2 separate regions of the Zea mays genome follow, and region 1 is linked to region 2. A link is a contact called in public Hi-C data. All regions are on one chromosome and are shown on one strand. Each heading gives the region's core, a stretch centred on a gene start, on an enhancer-like site or on the middle of the called end of the contact. The rest is flanking DNA. Distances are from core to core; before and after follow the strand shown. Region 1 holds the start of LOC100284607. Region 2 holds the start of LOC100283507 (membrane protein).

Region 1 (3,070 bases), core at 50-2,549, 200 kb after region 2:
CAAACGCCGCTGCCTGCTCATGGTACGTAATAAACCATTTCAAAGAATTCCGAACATGAGAAGAAAAAATAATAATAATCTGAAGCAGTTGCGGATAGAGTCTGGACATGAGTAGGTTGTTGATCTTGTCCTGAAAAGTTACGTTAGCTGGTTAATTTAGTCATCAACGCCATTAATTCATGCTTGTCTCTGTCCTTGTCAGGATCATCGCTGATCTGCATCAGCTGACGACACCCTGATCTAGTTTGCTCCTAAACCCCTCGCTGGGATTCTCCAACGCAGCGTGTGAAACCAAACCAAACCATACAGGGTTGAAGAAAACAACAGTGTTTTGTTTAGGTTTAGCTTTGGGCTTAAGCACCTCGCCGTTCATTGATTGCATGCAGCTCGCATGTCCTTTTCCATGTCGTAGGTGGGCAGTGGACGTGCCGTGCGTACCTGCTTGACATTGTCGTAAACAGCTGAAGGCTCGCTGAAGTCGACCACCACGCCGGTTGCTCTCGACTGGAATGGAATGGAAGGACAGGCAGTGTGCAGTTAGCCCAAAGATGCAAGTCCTGAAGCCCGAAGCCCGCCGGGGATTTATCACGGTCGCCCGGCCCCCAGCGAGCTGAGCGGGGTCTGTACCTGCGCTATGGAGCCCAGAACCATGGTGAGGTCGTTCAGCACAGGGATCTCCAGCGGCTCGTCCATGCCACTTATCTGGACCACGACGCCCGTGCAGTGCCCAGCATTCGCATACAGCTCGTATGAGATAGATATAAACAAAGGGGCAATCCGGCAATGCAATGCCACCCATGCAGTGCATGTGAAGGAGTACATGGGATCATGTGAGTGAGAGAAGAAGAACCTGTCCCGCGTCCTCGCCAATGCACTGCGAGTCGATCGCGCCCGCGAGCTCCATTCCCCTGGCCTTGCTCACCGCAACGACGGCCGTCCTCCCGATCTCTTTCGTTGCCCCAACGATAACGACCTGGTGGGCACATATATATGATAGGCAGCTGGCTGGCTGGATCCTCCAGCAAGAACACGGAGCATGCACGGCGGTGGAGTGGAGGTGGAGTACCTTGATCGTGCTCTGGGCAGCCGTGGCCGCCGGCGGCGGCGGCGGCATTTGCTGCACGGAGCAGAGGACCTTCGCCGCCGCCGCCGCATTTCTCCTCCGCCAGCTCGCGGTGCTCCCGCTTGCTCGGATCCGAATCGGATGGCATAGCGTAACCATCCTGTGAGATCGAGCTGGTGCTAGGTCAGTGTGTGTGTCCTGTTGCCCCTCGCCCTCCCGTTTGGTGATAGCTTGTCCTGGGCTTATCTTATCTTGTCTGCAAGCGAGTGGCCTCAAGCCATTTGGCTTTAACGTAGGGCACCCGGCAACCACGGTAGCTAGCTGTTAACTGCTCTCTACAAGACTCCATCCACGTAGGAAAGGAGAGAGAAAAGGCCGCCGCTTGCTAGCATGCATGGCATCCCACGTAGGGATGAAAACGGTCGGAAACGGTCGGTAAACACTAAAACCATTACCGTTTTCATATTTTTTTTATCGGAAACAAAATCGAAAACGGTAACTCTAGAAACGAAAACGATATCGGTATTTCAGAAACATCGGAAACCAAAGTTTGGTGCGGAAAATACACCGGTAACGGTCGAAATCTAAAATACGATCGGTAAACATATCAAACTTCATAATACAACAAAGTTGACAAAAGATCACAAAGACCACAAGTTCACAATTCATGATATAACAAGTTCACAATATAACAACTTCACAAGGATCACAAATTTATAATATAAAAAGTTTACAAAGATCATAAGTTCACAATATAACAAGTTCACAGTATAACAAGTTCATAAAGATCACAAGTTTATAGACTCAAAGTTCACAATTCACAATATCCACTCGATCTGGCTGACATGACATGCTTACTTATGAAATATTTTTTCCTCACATAAAGAGTTTTTCACAACCTCACACGAAAACCTTAAAACCTAGTATGTGGAAAAGACCAAATCATTAATCTCAACTGTCTTCCAACACCATCTATCCCAAAAAAATCTTAAGGCGTCCAAAAATACAAAAATAAGTAATCCTTATCTAGAAACGTACAGGCGATGCAAAAAATCACATGTTGGAAAATTCCGAGACACAATTCCGAAAAATTCGGAGACACAATTCCGGAAAATTCCGAGACACAAATCCGGTAATTTCCGACAAAAACCGGTAACCGAAGGAAACGGTCGGTAAAACACCAAACCGATTCCGATAGAAAATTCCGAAAACCGATTCAGTTTTCGAAAAATATCGTTACCGATGAATCCGATCGAAAAATTTCGAAATCGGTTTTCGAAATACCGAAAAATTCCAAAACCGTTTTCATCCTAATCCCACGCATGCGAAGGCCCCACCAGGCCACCATGCATGTTCGAGCCTTGGAGGAGTGCGTCGCGGGCGGCGAGCTCAGCTGAGCCCGGCGGCGGGCCGGGGGTGGTGGTGCGTGGAAGAGTTGCACCAAAAGGTTGAACCGCCTTGCTACGGCGCGTGCAGCTCCTACAACAAGGAAGATGTGAAGCTAATCAGACAACTACCATACTGTCCATACATATGGAAAATTGGAAATGGATTTCGGTCCGTTCGCCATATGAGGTACAGATGTCCAAACAGTGCGGGCCGCCCGTTTGGCCCGTGACACGGCACGAATTTAGCCCGGTCCAAACACGGTCCGGCACGGTCGGTTACGGGTCCGGGCCGGCACGGCCCGTTTAGCGGGCCGGGTATGGGCAGATACGGCGGCCCGCGTGCTTTGGCCCGGCCCGGCCCGATAAATGGGTCGACCCGATGGCGGCCCGCATATTTATGTAAATACTAAATATGTAAATACATTTAATTCTCTCATAGTATGTAAATACTAAATACACGGCCAAACATATGTAAAATGCATACATAAATATAAAATGCATACATAAATATTTTGTTGTCTTAATATATAAAAATAATATGTTATTATATATGATTAATTCTGTTAAATATATGTATTTATATACAGTTCTACTGTTGGTTCGGGCCAGTGCCCGGCCC
Region 2 (2,877 bases), core at 301-2,800:
CAGTTACCACTCTTTGCCTAACCTTTCTGCCTAAGGTTAGTTATTCAATTCGAACGACTAACCTTAGGCAAAGTGTGACACATTTAGCCACAAACCAAACAGGCCCATAGAAAGCGAGTTTTATACAAATGACTCTGCAAATGATAATTTAGAGCAAGTGGGATAAATATATTATTTTAGTTAATTTTTGTGACCTCTTTTAGCCACCTGAAACAAATGAGGCCTTAGCTGGATCGTCTTCGCATCCAGCCTATTCTCGAGCCCCCTGACAGCGTAACGGCTCTAACGTCTCGTAAGTTTTCTCGGCTTTGGTAGCGTATGGAGCCGTGGACGAATTGGATCCGTGTTCCCCGTCTCTCGTTGGCACATGGCCGACGGTCGGTGCGGCGGGCGGGGTGTACGCGAGGCAGAATCCGATTGATTCGAGTGCAAGCCCACTGCACCCACCACACCAGCCGCCGGAACCGAGACCGACACCAGCTGCGTGCCAGCCAGCCAACGCCCAACGCGACGCGGAAACGAACAAAGCGGCGCGCGGGCGGGCGGGCTAGAATATACCGATGCACGCAGACACCAGGCCTGTCGGTGCCAACCGAGCTACAGCGTGGCGTGTCACAGAACGCTCGGGAACGGCGAGTGGAAGGAAGAACCGAGTGCCTCTCTATCGTCTTGTCTCCTACTAATAAACTTGTACGTACGTGTTTTTTTTATTTTTATAATACCATTGGCAAATCAAAAGTAGTACTCCCTCCGTCCGTTTGAATTTGACGTTCTAGTTTTTTTGAGACAGATTATGAGAGAGCTGAAATGACATATGTAACCCTCGTTTCTCTTAATTAAGCGTTAGTTACAATGCAAATAAAAGCCAGTACAAGCAAGCTGGCGCCTTGCCCTAAGCGTCACCCAACCAGCGCCGCTTGCCGCTCCAACCAAAAGACCGGAAACGAATTACATCTACGAAATGCTAGGATGCCTGACATGATGATAGAGTGGACAGTGGTCTTGGGTTCCGAGCATGACAAAATTTGTGGACAAGTTAGATGACCTAAAACGTCCAATTCAAACGGACAGAGGGAGTACTACTAGTCTGGTAGCTGCGCGCACTATCATAATTGCCTGTCTCCATCATCATTAGATCTAATCACACACATGGCCATCCGCGCTGCACTGCACTACTGCACCTCGTCATGATTCACCCTCCGATACTGCTACTAGTAGTAAACAAAACCCACCTCATCATTGACCCTCCAAGGGCGAAGCTTCGACGCCGACGAGGCCCATGTGTGATGTGTGCGTCAACTTGAAGCTTCCACAAGGCATGTCAGGATTGATGAGTTGCGTTGCGTGTAACCCTGTATCTCTGTATGTGCCAGTGCGACTAGGGTCGCCAGGATCTGGCTGGCCCTCGGCAACACGGTTGCACCGCATCACATCAGCCAGCCCCAGCCATGCACATGCGCCCGCCACCCCTGTGGGCCTGCCTGCCTGCCTGCCCTGGGAATTCAAAGAAACACCGCCCCGCCGCGCCGCGCGTCCCCCTTGCTCGCTCGCGCGTTTATTAATTCCCACCCCGCCGCTGCTCACGTATCGCCCGCCGTCCTCTCCTCTCCTCCCCGGCCCCTTCACTCCACCAACGAACCCCACGCAGGCAGCAGCACGCGCAAGCCGCAAGGCAAGGCACAAACACTAGGGGCCGGGCATGGCGACGCGGGCGGACGTGGAGAAGGGCGGGCCGGCGAGGAAGGAGCCCGGCAAGGTGCCGTCGCCGCTGTACCCGCAGCACGAGGGGGAGCGGGAGTGGGTGCCCTGGCTCGTCCCCGTCATCTTCGTCGCCAGCATCACCGTCTTCGTCGTCACCATGTACGCCAACAACTGCCCCGCGCGCGACACCAACAAGTGCGTCGCCCGCTTCCTCGGCCGCTTCTCCTTCCAGCCGCTGCGACAGAACCCGCTCTTCGGGCCCTCCTCCGCCACGTGAGTATAATGTGCTGTCTATGTATGTGATTAGATCAGATCAGATCAGATCTGACGCGCCCTGTACTTTTGATTGATCGTGTCTGTCTCTGCAGGCTCACCAAGATGGGGGCCCTGGTGTGGGAGAAGGTGGTGCACCGCCACCAGGGCTGGCGCCTCCTCTCCAGCATGTGGCTCCACGCCGGCGTCATCCACCTGGTCGCCAACATGCTCTGCCTCCTCTTCATCGGCATGCGCCTCGAACAGCAGTTCGGATACGGTCGGTAGCGGCTACCTACCTACTCTACTCTACTCTACCCTGCCCCTGGCTGCCAATAATAACCACAATATATAACCGCGTTCATCAGTGAGGATCGGCGCGATCTACGTGCTCTCCGGCGTGGGCGGCGCCGTGCTGTCGTCGCTGGTCGTCCGGAACCGCGTCACCGTGGGGGCCTCCGGGGCGCTCTTGGGCCTGCTGGGCGCCATGCTCTCGGAGCTGCTCACCAACTGGACCATCTACACCAACAAGGCGGCGGCCGTGGCCACGCTCCTGTCCGTGGCCGCCGTCAACCTGGTGCTCGGCGTCCTGCCCCACGTCGACAACCTGGCGCACCTCGGCGGCTTCCTCGCGGGCTTCCTACTCGGCTTCGTCGTGCTCATGCGCCCCCACTTGGGCTGGATGGAGCGCTACGGACTCCCCGCCGGCGCGCCCTGCACCGCCAGGAAGTACCTCGCGTACCAGTGGACCCTCCTCGCCGTCGCCATCATCATCCTCCTAGTCGGGTAAGCAGGACAGGACATCCTGATTGATTTATTTATTTATTTATTATATATATGCCCTTCGTAGCTGGCCAGGCCATTTCCTTCGTCCAGCATGTACATATAACAGGAGTAACGTGACTGGATTCTCCTCTTCCTCTC

Evidence for each region. Hi-C and Micro-C count contacts between places; a contact is called where the count stands out from the background.
Region 1: a contact with region 2 is called in a Hi-C map of tassel, with 2.3 times the contacts expected there. The contact joins the promoter of LOC100284607 here to the promoter of LOC100283507 in region 2. A contact is called at or near these places in 2 of 25 Hi-C or Micro-C datasets (ear and tassel).

What each region holds. Positions count from the first base shown.
Region 1 is chr1:3,767,912-3,770,981 of Zm-B73-REFERENCE-NAM-5.0, forward strand. It overlaps LOC100284607, which reads right to left and starts at 1,300. Exons shown (of 10, transcript NM_001157502.2): 1 at 1,067-1,300; 2 at 851-973; 3 at 628-702; 4 at 439-504; 5 at 1-13. The coding sequence starts at 1,222.
Region 2 is chr1:3,562,871-3,565,747 of Zm-B73-REFERENCE-NAM-5.0, forward strand. It overlaps LOC100283507 (membrane protein), which reads left to right and starts at 1,551. Exons shown (of 4, transcript NM_001156407.2): 1 at 1,551-1,974; 2 at 2,070-2,233; 3 at 2,322-2,739. The coding sequence starts at 1,700.